2 separate regions of the Danio rerio genome follow, and region 1 is linked to region 2. Evidence: chromatin contacts called from public Micro-C data. All regions are on one chromosome and are shown on one strand. The core of a region is the stretch at or near the end of the contact, and the rest is flanking DNA. Distances in the headings are between cores, read along the strand shown. Region 1 holds the start of sephs3 (selenophosphate synthetase 3). Region 2 holds the start of fam120c (family with sequence similarity 120 member C).

Region 1 (6,860 bases), core at 3,976-6,475, 150 kb after region 2:
TGGTGCTGCGAAACTGATGGATATATAGAAATTTTAATATGATATGAGAATGAATTTTATAATTATTTACAAAGAAATGACCCAAAACGGTTTACGTTAGGTCTTTAAGTTTCATTATAACTGCGACAGACAGACAGACAGTACTGATATATATGGAGCAAATGGATCCCAACACAAAGTTATTAGTGGTTTGACTGTTGATTATTTGTTTCTCGCATTTTCTCTACCTCCATTTTATTTGTATTTATTTTATTTCTTAATTTTATGATTTAAACCTATTGTTATTCATTTTATATTTGTACAATAAGAGTAAACTTATAAGGAAACTTGTATCTACTTGTATTTGCTTATGTGTGGATGTAGGTTTATATATATTTATATATATTTGTATATATTTAATGTTCTGAGTAAAAGGTCAATAAAAAGATCTCAACAAAAAAATTAAATAACTGCAAAAATTGAAAGAAGGTTATCTGATCATTTTTTAGTCAGTGTGTATTGGGCCGTGACTCTCACCTGATGTTTCGGAAGATGTGCCCTGCAAAAGCCCAAACAGGTTTCCACCAGCTTTGCTGATCGCGGCCATTTTAGAGATAATGGGAAGGTTGTGAATGACAAAGGCAACATCGTTTTTCTGCTGCTTGGCCAGATTTCGTGCATGACCAATGATCCCAAACCCAGTGATGTCTGTGGCAGCGTGTGCATTAAATTTGTGCATTAAGGCAGCAGCTGGAGTGGGAGAAAAAATAAATATTTACAAATCATTCAAAACCAGCTTTCCTTTACCTCATCATTGTGTAAAGTACACTCAGAGGCCATTTGAAATACTACAAAGTTGCAAAACTATGTGAAGTGTGTGTGCTGAAAATTAGCCCCATTGTTTAAATAAATCCACGTTAAGACTGCTTATGCAGTGACATACCAGTGCGATTGAGGGTGGCCATATTGAGCATAGCCTCCTGATAGGCTTGCTCCACTTCCTCCCTGGAAATCACCAATTTTATCTTATTCCATTTCTCAGGCTAAAAAAAAAAAGAAAGAAAGATGCATGTGATTACAGAGATTTAATACAAGGATGCAAGGTTGTAATCTTTACAAATGATTACTTTACTAAATTCTTCACAAAAATAGTGCAAGTCAGTTGCTGTGAAATATACTCACTATATCCAGCCACTGATGGGCATTCACTGCTACTTGAGTTCCCAGAGGTTTTGTGAGAACCAACACATCCCCAGGTACAGCCCCGTCAGGCCTACATATATATTAAAACAAATATTGAAAGGTCACACAGTCAGCATTTGCTTTCATAACTCATGTATGTTAGTTAAGGAAAACTGGTTCATTCAGATCCATATGTGTGGATTTGACTTCTTCATGAGAGAGCAGACAGAAACACTCACAAAATGAAATCATTGGGCTGGCAGACCACAGAAGCCACGCCCCCAATTATGATCCAGGGATTGATGACTGTTTGTCCTCCAGTGACTGAAGTCCCGCCTTCCTCCGCCGCATCACGGAAACCCTTCATCATTAAAGGCAACACCAAATCTCTCTCCTGAGACAACATCGGCAAGCAACACATACAGTTAACCACTTAGCCAGGGTTCCCACTCTATGGAAACTGTCAAAGTCTTACTGACTAAAAGGATGAGCTTTCATAACATATCCACCGTATTTTTCATTTAAGAGCAGCATGGCCATTGTAACTTAAATGTAACTTTAAAAAAACTTACAATCTCATTCACTTCCTTTTAAAAGCCTTTATTATGGGTTTTTAAAAATTTACTTCCGCACAGTGTGCTACACATCTCTAAATGAATGAAAACATCCAGCTGAGAGTCAAGTCTGATAGTGCAACGTGTTTAACAATTTAGATTTTTAAATAAAAGATTCAACTCAGAGAAGTTTAAATGATTCATCGTTCATCCAGGTCTTTTGCCTGTTCGTATCAACATCGACACAAAACAATACTAAATATGAACTACCGGATCTGATAAAATGTTAACGTGGCTTTTCCTTCAGACACTAGCGGAGTGCGAAGGATCATGTGATTGATCCTGATGCAAAGATCCGTATCACTGAGAGATGGCTAGACATGCTTCAGTGGGGAATAAAGGGTTCAAGTTCATTTTCACAATAACACCACCACAGTAATGCCAACCTAGTGCTATTATTTTTCTAGTTTTTGATACAATAACCTTCCCTGCAGCGTGGGATTCGCCTTCCATTTCTTATTAAAGGAAGGATCGGCAAAGACTACTAATGTATGGGACTTGCAGAAATGCAGTTTGTATGGACCAGTTTCTTCTTCCTCCAGATCCTGTAAGTGTTTCTTCTTCCTACACAATGTAAAGTGTGCTTAAATGGTTCCCTGCTTTTCTGTAGTTTGCAAAATATGTATTTATAGTGTGCTGTAACTTGTAATTGCTCCCTGTGGCTTGTAAAAGTGTATCTGTTATAGATCAGTGCTTGTACTGTATCTCTCAGGTTAACATTTTATGGACATATCATGTCTAAAACTACATTGAAAACGTGGCGCATGCTTTTTCCTTTACCGATTTAAATGTGTTATGTTCTCGTTATCCCCTGCTGTTTGTTGCTCCGGCCACTACCAGCTGTTCCTCACATGTGCAACGCGATTCATTTTCAAAATAGTTCAACTTTTGCCACAGTGTGGATTAATCCTGAATGTGTGTCATTGGTATTACTGGGGGTTGTGGTTAAGAATAGAGGAATAGGCTGGTGTTTAACTGCTTTGCTTTAATGCATTCTTGCATTGGGCTCACGCATATACTCTGATCACTACTTCATAACCGTATTGGGCGTTTCTCTCCTTCTCGCTATGGACAAAGTCAGCCGATCACAACAGACTGGGTCATCAGACCAATCAGCGCAGATTAGCCTTACGCAAAGAGGTTTGGGAACAAATGAATTGCTGAACAAATCATATGGGAGTCGTTGGGATAATTAGGTAAAAATAAATGCATATTATAAAGACAATGAAAGTGTTTGCCCTTGCATGATTATCAGCCTGTTGTTGGAGACCCCCAAAACCAAAATATGACCTATTATAATGCATAATGGGAGATCTTTAAGTTTTATCAAAGCAAATCAACTTATGCTGCTTAATGTTTAAACTCATGTTTTAGTACATTTGTTTGCCGGTTGACAAGTGGGAAAATAATAAAATGGCATGAAAAAAGACAACAGCAATAAGCAAAACTTGAAAAATAACATGAAATAAATTATAAAATAAAAAAAATACAAAACAAAAATCCACGATATTCCATTACTTGGTCAAAAAACAAAAGCATATAAAAATTCTGTCACTTTCAATGTCTGGTTTCAAACTTTTATAATTAAACGATATTCCAAATATTCCATGACCTGTGGGAATGCCGCTTAGCTTTCTGAATCTGCAAAAATACGTACAAATATTTAAATAAAATCTATCCTAACTTCACCTTCTCGTTCATCTTCTGACTGACACTGAGGAGCATGAGCATGTTGTCACACTCTGTGATGCCCATGGCGTACAGATCACTCAGGACATTTGCACAGGCGATTCGTCCCTGTAAAAAAAAAAAAACAGAGATGAGCTTCATACATACAGTATGTGAGGTGCTTGTAACATTAACAGAGTGCACCCACCATCATGTAAGGGTCCTCCACTAAAGGATAGAAGAAATCTGTGGTTTGGACCAGGGAGAGACCTCCATGTCTTAGTGGGATCACACATGAGTCCATTCCAATACCTGAACCAAGAAAGAACATAATTATTATTTTTTTCATTGATATCCATTACATGTGAAAAAATGCATGCACATTTAAATAGCACATACTATTGTGATTAAAAATAATTTTATAATACCACGGAGTAAGAAACATGTAATCAGGATTTATGATTTGTTCCCAGAAATAAGCATTGACTAAAACTTAGGTGCATAGTTCACATCTCTTTTAAATGACTGGGTTATATCGATAGTTAATAATGGTTTTAAATTAACAGGATGAATCAAAGGTTAAACAAAGTGCTCAGTGAAACAGATGTTTTCTGATCCTTCAAGACAGATTAATGATGGTTTTCTAAAATACATTAACAAAATAACTTTGCAGTTTTATGTTTGACATTACAAGAGATTACAACACATGCTATGCTGAATCCACAGAACACAAACGGTTGTTGGTGTGTTTTGGCAAGTTTACAGGAAACAACGTTGCACCAAACTATTGCATATAAACAGGTTTGACAGTAGTGATAATCAACCGGTTTTGCAAAGACAATAATTGGAAACCTTTTAATTGTCAGTTTTTATAGCAATTCCTGGAACTCATTTCGCGAATCGGTTCTTTTGAACAGGCTTTGTGAACAGAAGGTGGTAATAAATGTTTTAATTTTGCAAGTCTATCATGCAATAAGTTTACATCGTGTTTTTTTTTTTTTTTATAAAAACTTTGCTATTCAGCCACTTAATTAACCTAATTAACAGTCAAACCCTCACTTAACGTCAAATGCTCTTTCTCCAGAGTATTAAAACTTCATCTTTTGCTGTATTTTATTAACATTTCTTGTATTGTTTTGGCATTGTTTGCCTTTTATCTGTGTTGTATAATTTGTTTTACTTGTGTAAAGCACTTTGCTCAACCTTGGTAACGTTAGTAGTAAGGTGCTAACTTAAGGTTATAAAAAAAAAAATTTTGATTGAGTCTCTTGATTCAACCGATTCGTTTAAAAGATCCGATTCACAAGAACTATTACCGAATCAATGCTCGCTATTTGACAGCGTCGGTGTGACAGGTCATACTTTACCTAGTCGAGGACCCTGAGCAGCCGAAACAAGCCCAAAGTCAGCGGTTTCGTCTCCAACACCCGTCCCCAAACCGCCATCCTCTCCGGGCGGCCGGTCAGGCTCCAGTCCCTGCAGGAGTTTGAGCAGAGTCTCCTGCGGGACTTTACACCCTCATCCTTTCATATCAGAGAAGGCCGTGAGTCGGAAGCCGCGGTCTAGGCCGTGCTCCTCCGGGTTCAACGCCTGGTATCCCGCCGGGTAAAAGACTGCATACCCTCCCGCTCCACCAGAGTCCCCTGACGGTGGCTCGGAACCCGACATGGTAAAATCAGTATGTATTCCTCATGCAGATGAAGAGGTGGTAAAAGAAAAAAAGATGAGGCGTTTTACGAAATGACTGATCCTGCCGGAGAGAGCAGAGAGCGTGTTTGATGTACACGCTTAAACACCGAGAGCAGTAGAGACGCTCCGCGCTTGCGGACTAAACCATCTCACTATCCTGAGGAGAGCGCGGTGTTACTTTCAGACACACGTTACAAAGTTCGTCGTTAACAGATAAAAGTACTGTTGAAATATACAGTACATAAAAAACGAGGTGCGTGAAAACTCATCTTGCACCAAATTAAACCATCGCTGACTCGTTTTGGACTTGCCTGGTCACATTTAATCCCCCTCTAAAAAAACAAACATGGCACAATCTCAATTGTGAGCTCCCTATTGTGGTTCTACAATAAAGGTGCATTAGACGGTTGTGTTCATGCAAATTTACACAAAAAAGGTACTCGAGAAAAATTACCGTGCTTTTCATTCCTTAAAGTATTGCAATTAGTCTGTATACACGCCAACAAAATTAATAATATGCGAAAAGTGGCTAAAAAAGTTGGAGAAATTATTCAAATGCACTTAACTATGTATACACTGGCACGCACATGCTTTAATATGTCTCCATGGTCATGTATTAATACTGTACAAACTGGGCTTTCTAGCCGCCAACCAACCCCTACACATGACGCTCAGAAAACTGGACAAAAATTTTAACTTTACCATGATTTTGAAGTCTTTTGGTTTATGAGAGGAATCACAAATAATGTTTAGATTGGTATACCCACGTCATTGTTTCCATTCAAACAACACATTGAAACACGCACATAGAGTAAAAGTATACATAGAGTAAAAGTGATTAATTAAACAAGCTTCAAAAATGTGACAGAAAAACTTTCAGAAAAGTTGTTTATTCCCACATTCAATGAATTTCATCGATATTTGGGACACTCCAAAAACACAGAACTGGACTTTGATGATGAGGAGTCACCGATAATCACCTCAGAGCTTTTGAGGTTTAAAATTAATAGCACAAATGAAAAATTCTGTCCTTTATTTGACAATATCAGATTAAAAAAAAAAACAAAGCAAACATAACACCACTTTATAATAATTGTCTTTGTCCATATTTTGATCTGTGTCAGGTTCTAACTATGGTTTCCGTGGCAGTAAAATCTGCACATTAAATGTCAAATATGTAATGGAGATGAAGATGTAATGAAGACCAGTTTGAACAATGGAAATGGCAATTCTTCTCTTCTTAAGCCTGGATGGCACTTTTGGTGCTGTAGGCCAGGTAGTAAACCATAATGCCAATCAGTGCAGCCAAGACCTCCGTTGACACCCATGGACCATTCCACGCACCCTGAAATTCAGAAATACATTAAAAAACAAGCACTTCAAGGAGCAAATCTGCAAACTAGTAGTAGAAATGTGTGAAATCCTGTAATAAGGTATATTTTCTAAGTGCTAGTGTAATGAAAAAGTAATTACTTTGTTTATGATTAAGAATTATTTAGTTTTATTTTCTGCGTGGTTTGATTTTGTTGAATGAATTAAGTTATGGTTGGGGACTTTAATTATGACACGGATAACAGAGCCTACCAATATATGACTCCTATATTAATGGATGTGAAGCAAAGCACGTCAGGGATGGAATACAATCTCATGGATTCCCCTATTTTTGAGTTTTAGCTCCTGGTTTACCGAAAATAATGAGGTCATTTTGATTGATTTTTTTATAATTTC
Region 2 (7,135 bases), core at 3,327-5,826:
AACCAATCACAGAGCTTGCATTACTCGTCGTTGCGGCGTGTAGTTACATTTTTTTAAGAGGTGCACATCAGCAACGCTGACGGCCACGACGTAGGGCTATGCGTCAATGCGCTTGACGCAGAAGTATAAATCCGCCTTAAGGCTGCTATCTTGTGGGCTGTTGTATTTGAAAATTGAGGATGGATAGATGGTAGTGGTAGATGACAGCGTTCATGTGTCATCTGAATACATGTTTCAAAAAATATATGACTGAGTTTTTATTATACAACATATATTCTGTTGATTTTGAATCTTGCAAACAAATAATCCTTATTTAGAAAAAAAAAATACATTGAAACTAATAAAAACTAAACTAATCTATTTTCATATAATAAAGAAACTGATGAAAACTAGTAAATCTCCCTCTAAAAACTAATTAAAACTAACTGAATTTGAAAAGAAAGTCAAAACGAAATAGAAACTAACAACGAAATCATTATTTTTCTGTGATAATGACAGCTCTTTGCATCACTTCTTGATTCTCAGTAAACTTTGCCTGTGTGTAGTAAATGCCACATTTAACAACACATTTTTACTACAAAATCCTTTAATTACTTCAGACAAGTGCTTGAAATAAGTTCTGCTATGAGAGAACTTCATAACCATGTAATTTTAAGACACTCCAGCCTTCGGAAAAAGATTTACTACTAAACACAACTGTACTTCCCTGACAAGATGTGCAAGACAATTGCATGTAATGTATGATCATCAAGTCGCATTTAATTTCATTTTCATGTCACCAGCCCTAGTAAAAAATGTCAAAATACAGCCAGGAACTTATCCATTGCCCAAACAAAGCAATCTGCTAAAAGGAGACACATTTTGATGCCTGTACTGATCTGTAATTTGCAGCTAGAAAGAAGAAAAACAACCTTCCTTGACCTTTTTTATAGGTTCCATTTTCTGAAATAATGTCGGGTTTTTTTGCTACTTTAGATGTGTTTGGTCAATGTTGCATTTACATTATAGTAGAACCACACCAGAGTTGCCTTGGAAGCTTGTTTAGTGCTTAAAGGGTCACGAAACACCAAAACACATTTTTTGAGCTGTTGACAGTCGTATATGTGTCCCACACTGCTAAAAACACTATTAGGACACCTATATTTCACTAAAAAGTGTAAATTGGTTGTTTTTGCATTATTTCAAGCAAATTCGTACTTCCGGTTTGAAACGAATTTTTGAAGCTGCGTCATGGCCATGACATAATAGCGTGTATTCCAGCGTGCAGACTGGGCGTCTGAGCCAGAGTGAGTCTTATTACGTCTTACAGTGTGATGCATTAATGCATGAGTAAGGCTTGGTTCAAACCAATCAGCGCGCTCTATTGTGCAACTTCATTAATATTTATTGCTGTCAAAGTGTAGACGGCAGAGACGCCACGTTGTATTGGCAAAACAAGCGTGAAGTGTTGCTTTTATTGTTTGCTGCAGTTAAGTTTTGTTTTCATTTTCTCTCTGTGAGAGCTCTGAGTCACGTGTGGATTAACAGTGTACGCGACGCGCGACAACAATAACTTACGTGTCTAAGGAGGAACATTGTTTACCTGAGAGCTGTTCTCATCTGCAAACGCTGAGATCTGGATTCGCTTGTAGTCTCCTTAAATAAAGACGCGGCTCTAGTTGCTGTGGATTGTCCTGTCTCTACAGATTTGGTAAGTGAGCGACCAGTGCTCTCTGTTTATTCAGTTCGTATTTTATTCGTATCAAACTATTGCACCAGTGTAAACAAGTTAGCACTAACAGTTACAACCAAACTATAACCTCGTGTAGGATTTTGTGACCGGAATAACACACGCGGCTTTCTGACGCTACCTGCCGTGTGCATCTAAGTTTCCGGGAAATGCTGAGTTTTTTTTTCTCTCATTCGCCGTGCGGTATCAAACATTGCATGAAAAATACACGCTTAGAGCAGATCCTCGAATCAAATATCTCGTTTGTCGGGAGGGACATGAATGAATTCCCTGAATGAAAGAGCCAAACTGCAGTTAAAGTCCACCATTTAATAATTTGGCAAATAATTCGACTACAGATGTCCATGTAAACACAGTCACATTGTCCGCTGTGGTTGTGTGTTTTGACTCTGAAATTCAGCGCGCCCAAATAGACACTCCCATACCAAGCCTCTTTTCTTCCTCCGACACTCCCCCCTAAACAGAGCTGGACACGCCCACTTTTCTGACTTTTTCCAAAGTAGAGGTGTGAAAACACCCTGCTGAAACGAGGGGGTTTCATGGCCCTTTAACAACTTTCGGACAAACCACTCTGGCAGAGCAATCACATCAGTCTGCTTGAGTCAAACCAAACCTGACAAGTGTAAACACACCCCTAGTTAAAAATATTATGAATATATAGTTTAAAATATTTTCAGAAATTATCAGAAATTAGTTACAGTTATTTACATTTCATGTCCCGGGTGTTATTAATGCTATATTATTACAAATGTACTGTATTTTAAAATGAGTCTGAAAGTTTAGTTTCAAATCAACACTACAAATGAGCTAAAACTGTGCTAATGACTGTCCAGCCATGATTAGTCTGAGGGTTACTAATTCAAGTCATGTTAGATAGATCATATTCACAAGAACAGACAATGTTGTAATTACAGGAGGAGAACAATGGAGTTGCCGCATGTTCCGACTTAAATTTTAAACTCAAGAATGTTTGTTTGAGGAAAAAAAATGTTAAACACAATAGATGAAACTTCTGTGCTGATGGTAAATGTGTTGAAATGTACAATAAAAGTATGTTTCATCAACAAAATATAGTATTACTGCACAGTAAGCATTAAAATTTGATGATTCAGCTTACAGCACCTTCATAAACTGAATGAAAACAGAAAAGCATCAACACTCTAATGGAAATAGTACACATTTTTATGTAAAAATGTGCATTGCCACCTGACATACCTGACGCTGAAAATACAACTTCGAAATTCATAAAAAAAAACTTGTAATAAATTATAGCAAATTTAATTATTCGACTGGTCATGTAATATCACACCAGTTCTGATGAGGAGACCTGCTCAATAACAGATTTTAAGAGCTACTTATTGGACTGGAATCATAATTTTAAACCATCAATCGTTTTTAAACATTTTATTAATCAAATATTAAACTAAGGCATATGAACTTTGGCACATATTTACATTACAATAAGACAATTAGTTAAAGCAGGTAAAGCATTTGCAGCACATACTGGTTTAATAACAATTCCTCTCGAGGAGGGCATCAGGCCACTCACCCGCACGCGGAATCGGAACATGGCGAGGCGGACACAGTGGCTCAGGCAGGCCGGGGGCAGGAACCAGGCCCGCGGAGGGGGCGTGGCCTTGCTTCCGACGTGGTTGACGATGAGCTGTGCGGTCTGCCGCTGCCCCTGCGCCCGCCGCGCCCACTCCGGCCAGCGATCCTTCCCAAGCGTGCCGTTAAAAACCACCACAAGCTCCAGTCCGCCCTGGTACAAACAGGCCTGGGAGAGGGCCGCCAGATAGCCGAGCATTGCATTCCACTCGCCTCCACAAACCCAGTCGGTCTGGTAGCCCCCGTAGAGTCGCTGAAGGCCGGAGTCTGCGTCAACCAGAATGCGAGCTGGCGGGGGAGGCGGAGGCAGCGAGCTGGGATGATGGGGATGGTGGTGGTGGTGTGGATGGTGGTGTGGGGGCTGTCGGCCTGCCGTGCGGGCGAGCTTGAGGAGATCTACTGGAACTGCCGCCCCGGGGCAGCGCTTCTCCAAATACTCCTGAAACCCTTGAACTCCCATACTGAATGTGTGTCTAAGCGCGTGAGATGGATGAACCTTGATAACAAGTTGAATTGTAGGTTATGTGCTCAGATCTCGATCTGACCGGTTGTAGTTAGGTAACTAAAAAGCTGAAATGTCCAGTAATTATCCGACGAATGCAACTGTCATCCGACCCCCTGTAAAATTTCAGATACGCGTGGCTATTTCTTTACATTTGGTCGTGTAAGTGCAATTTGTGTCCATTCCTAAGTGTGTCAACGTGCTAAAATCCCACCAAAGTCTCTCCGTTTCGATCAATTCCGATGTTGCACGGTCTACAGCGTAACGATGGAGGATAACGGCGCGCACGCTACAGTTATGATGTCGACAGTGTTGGTAACATCAAAATATAATCCTATTTGTAACCCTTCTAGCTGCTAACTGAGCAACAACTACGCCCTTGCTATCAAACGTGCCCGTTAAGTAGTTGAAACTAACTCTAGCCGATGGCGAATACAGTATGTCCTGTACTGGTTAACAGTTATAAGAGCTACAGTTTGTGGCTAACAAACTAGCTCGCGCACTTAGCCAGTTAGCCAAGATCCCGGCGTGATTGACGCGTCAACTAGTCGAGACAAATCTGGGGCTGCCGCTATTCGGAATGAGATGAATAACTAAGGGGAAAATAAAGTAAAACAACTAAAATAAAACAAAAACAAAAGCCCGACGTAAGCTCCCTCGCTCTCTATCTCACTCACGACTTCATGTTGAGGAGAGGAACATACTTTCATGCGACGTCGGCCATCTTGCGACTTCCCCGCGGACCGACAGAAAGTGGGAGGGCAGGAGAGCCGAGGGAAGTGGGTGGAGCGACGAGCCTCGTCACTGGGGGATGTAGTTCAGTATCTGTGACAATGTATCTGTGGTCTCGAGTAAAAGACTACAACGACCAGAACATCAAAGAGAGAGACGTGATGCGTGCCTTATCCAAAAGGAAAGGTTCATTCAAATGAAGATAGGGAAAATCGGCTCAGTTGGAAAAACTGGATAAAAATCACTGTATCTGAAATTCTCAAGTACTGTGGCAATAAACATGTGAGGAACGTGGACTGCAAGAGTGATAACAAGGGCTATGCAGAATGAGAAAGAATTATTTGACAAATTAATTTTGTCTGTCAAATTTAAAGAACACTTTTCGGCACATTTAGGTTTACGCATCCAGCATGATAGATAGATAGATAGATAGATAGATAGATAGATAGATAGATAGATAGATAGATAGATAGATAGATAGATAGATAGATAGATAGATAGATAGATAGATAGATAGATAGATAGATAGATAGATAGATAGTTCCCTTTTTACATAGACCTAATACTAATATGTCTTTATATATATATATATATATATATATATATATATATATATATATATATATATATATATATATATATATATATATATATATATATATATATGTATGTATGTATGTATATGTGTGTGTGTGTGTGTGTGTGTGTGTGTACATTGAAGGCTTTTGGTTACAATACAATTGAAGTTAAACTGATGTCACCTTTACAATAATCATTAATCATGTAGCCTAATATAAAGTCTTGTGTTGATATATAAAATTAATAAAATATATAAAGTTAAATATATAAATTTTATACTTGAAATTAGCATTTACTACTATTACAAATGAATATATATATATATATATATATATATATATATATATATATATATATATATATATATATATATATATATATATATATATATTATTATTATTATTATTAAAGCAATATTAAGTAATATTAAATTTGTAATTTTATAAAAAAAAAAGTATATATATATATATATATATATATATATACACACACACACACACACACACACACACACACACACATATATATATATATATATATATATATATATATATATATATATATATATATATATATATATATATATTTTTTTTTTTTTTTTTTTTTAATAAAATTACAAATTTAATATTACTATTAATACTTTTTTTGCATTGCCACCTGCTAACGAATCAATTTCAAATGTTAGAGCAATGACTACATGTCAACAGTGTAGCAAAAGATGAGAAAATCTTTTCAAGTAATTTTAGACCTTATGAATCGACAAACCCATGACGAATGCATTGGCCTACAAATTGACGTCATCGCTGAACAGCTCAAACTATAGCTACACATAAACGACACTAGAGCGCGCCAAAGGCAAACTTGGCTGTAATAGCTGATTGTGGAACACCAGCGCTAAATCAAACAGAAGTGCACCGCAGCAGACTGCTTTAAATCACCCGTGATAAGTGTCAACTCAGTTTGCAGTGTGTAAATTATAAAAACAGATATTTGTTTCGAAACCTAATTTAGGTTGACCCCATTGCCCAACTACTTGCTTAATGAAAACTGGAAATTAATTAGAAACTAATAAAATGCATAATTAATATTTTATTGCAACAATTTACTGTCACATGTTTCTCCCTATATTCACTGTAAACTCACCAGCACCCAAAAACTAAAGTTGATAACTTCATTTCAGAATCAAAGTTCATTAGCTCAGGTCAGATGTTGAAATGACTACATGTGAACTATTCTTTAGTTTATAATATAAATAAAACAACTTGCATATCTTCAGCATTTGCTTGGAATACATTTTATGAACTTTGAACCTGGAGCTACAACAACCTCCACTATTTCCATAATTAAACTGAAAAGTAAAAATACAAGAAATTCAAGCAAAAATATCAAATATAGAAACAAATATGTCAATTATAATGCAGTAAAATGAATATAAATTAAACAAAAACTAAAACATAAGTTTAAAAGAACAAAATATCACTGCACCCTCGGCACAAAGAGTGTGTTTTACTATTTTCAGCAAACATTTTACTGATATTCCAGCTATTAAATGCACATTTCCTTCATGAATCATACTGTGCATGAGAGGTCAAGAAAACCTGGCTACAGGACCAGAATCATGCATAACGTTCATGTCTGGGCTCTCTTTTTTGTCTTTCCTAGGCTTTGTGCATATGCCAACATGATTGAAACAGCTAGAAGAATAAAAGCCGGGCTCAAGAAGAACTAAATCAATCACTGTTGTCCAAATGCAGTCTTTATATACCCATAGCTTTTTTAGTCATTTGCTTTGTTTGTATTTGCTGCAGCTGCACACAGTGGATTTAGAAAGTCAGTGAATGATATCTGAACTGCTAAGGCGATCCAATATACAGAAGATCCAGAGAGGAGGATCACACACATCAGACCAGATCTCAACTTCACTTCAGCTTTTTCACACTCCGCACAATCCAAATGCTCAATACTTAGGGCCCTATCATACACCC

Evidence for each region. A called contact is a pair of places that touch in the nucleus more often than the background predicts.
Region 1: a contact with region 2 is called in a Micro-C map of caudal fin, with 5 times the contacts expected there. The contact joins the promoter of sephs3 here to the promoter of fam120c in region 2. A contact is called at or near these places in 8 of 18 Hi-C or Micro-C datasets (caudal fin, embryo, hematopoietic stem cells and 1 more) and 4 of 4 datasets of contacts at active chromatin or transcription factors (caudal fin, embryo, gastrula embryo and 1 more).

What each region holds. Positions count from the first base shown.
Region 1 is chr23:21,465,239-21,472,098 of GRCz12tu, forward strand. sephs3 (selenophosphate synthetase 3) reads right to left here and starts at 5,226. Exons shown (of 8, transcript NM_001004295.2): 1 at 4,811-5,226; 2 at 3,652-3,755; 3 at 3,465-3,572; 4 at 1,401-1,555; 5 at 1,162-1,252; 6 at 923-1,022; 7 at 517-729. The coding sequence starts at 5,111. It overlaps ssr4 (signal sequence receptor, delta), which reads right to left. Exons shown (of 6, transcript NM_001002082.1): 6 at 5,998-6,477. The coding sequence ends at 6,373.
Region 2 is chr23:21,313,064-21,320,198 of GRCz12tu, forward strand. It overlaps fam120c (family with sequence similarity 120 member C), which reads right to left and starts at 4,577. Exons shown (of 16, transcript XM_680985.9): 1 at 3,279-4,577. The coding sequence starts at 3,797.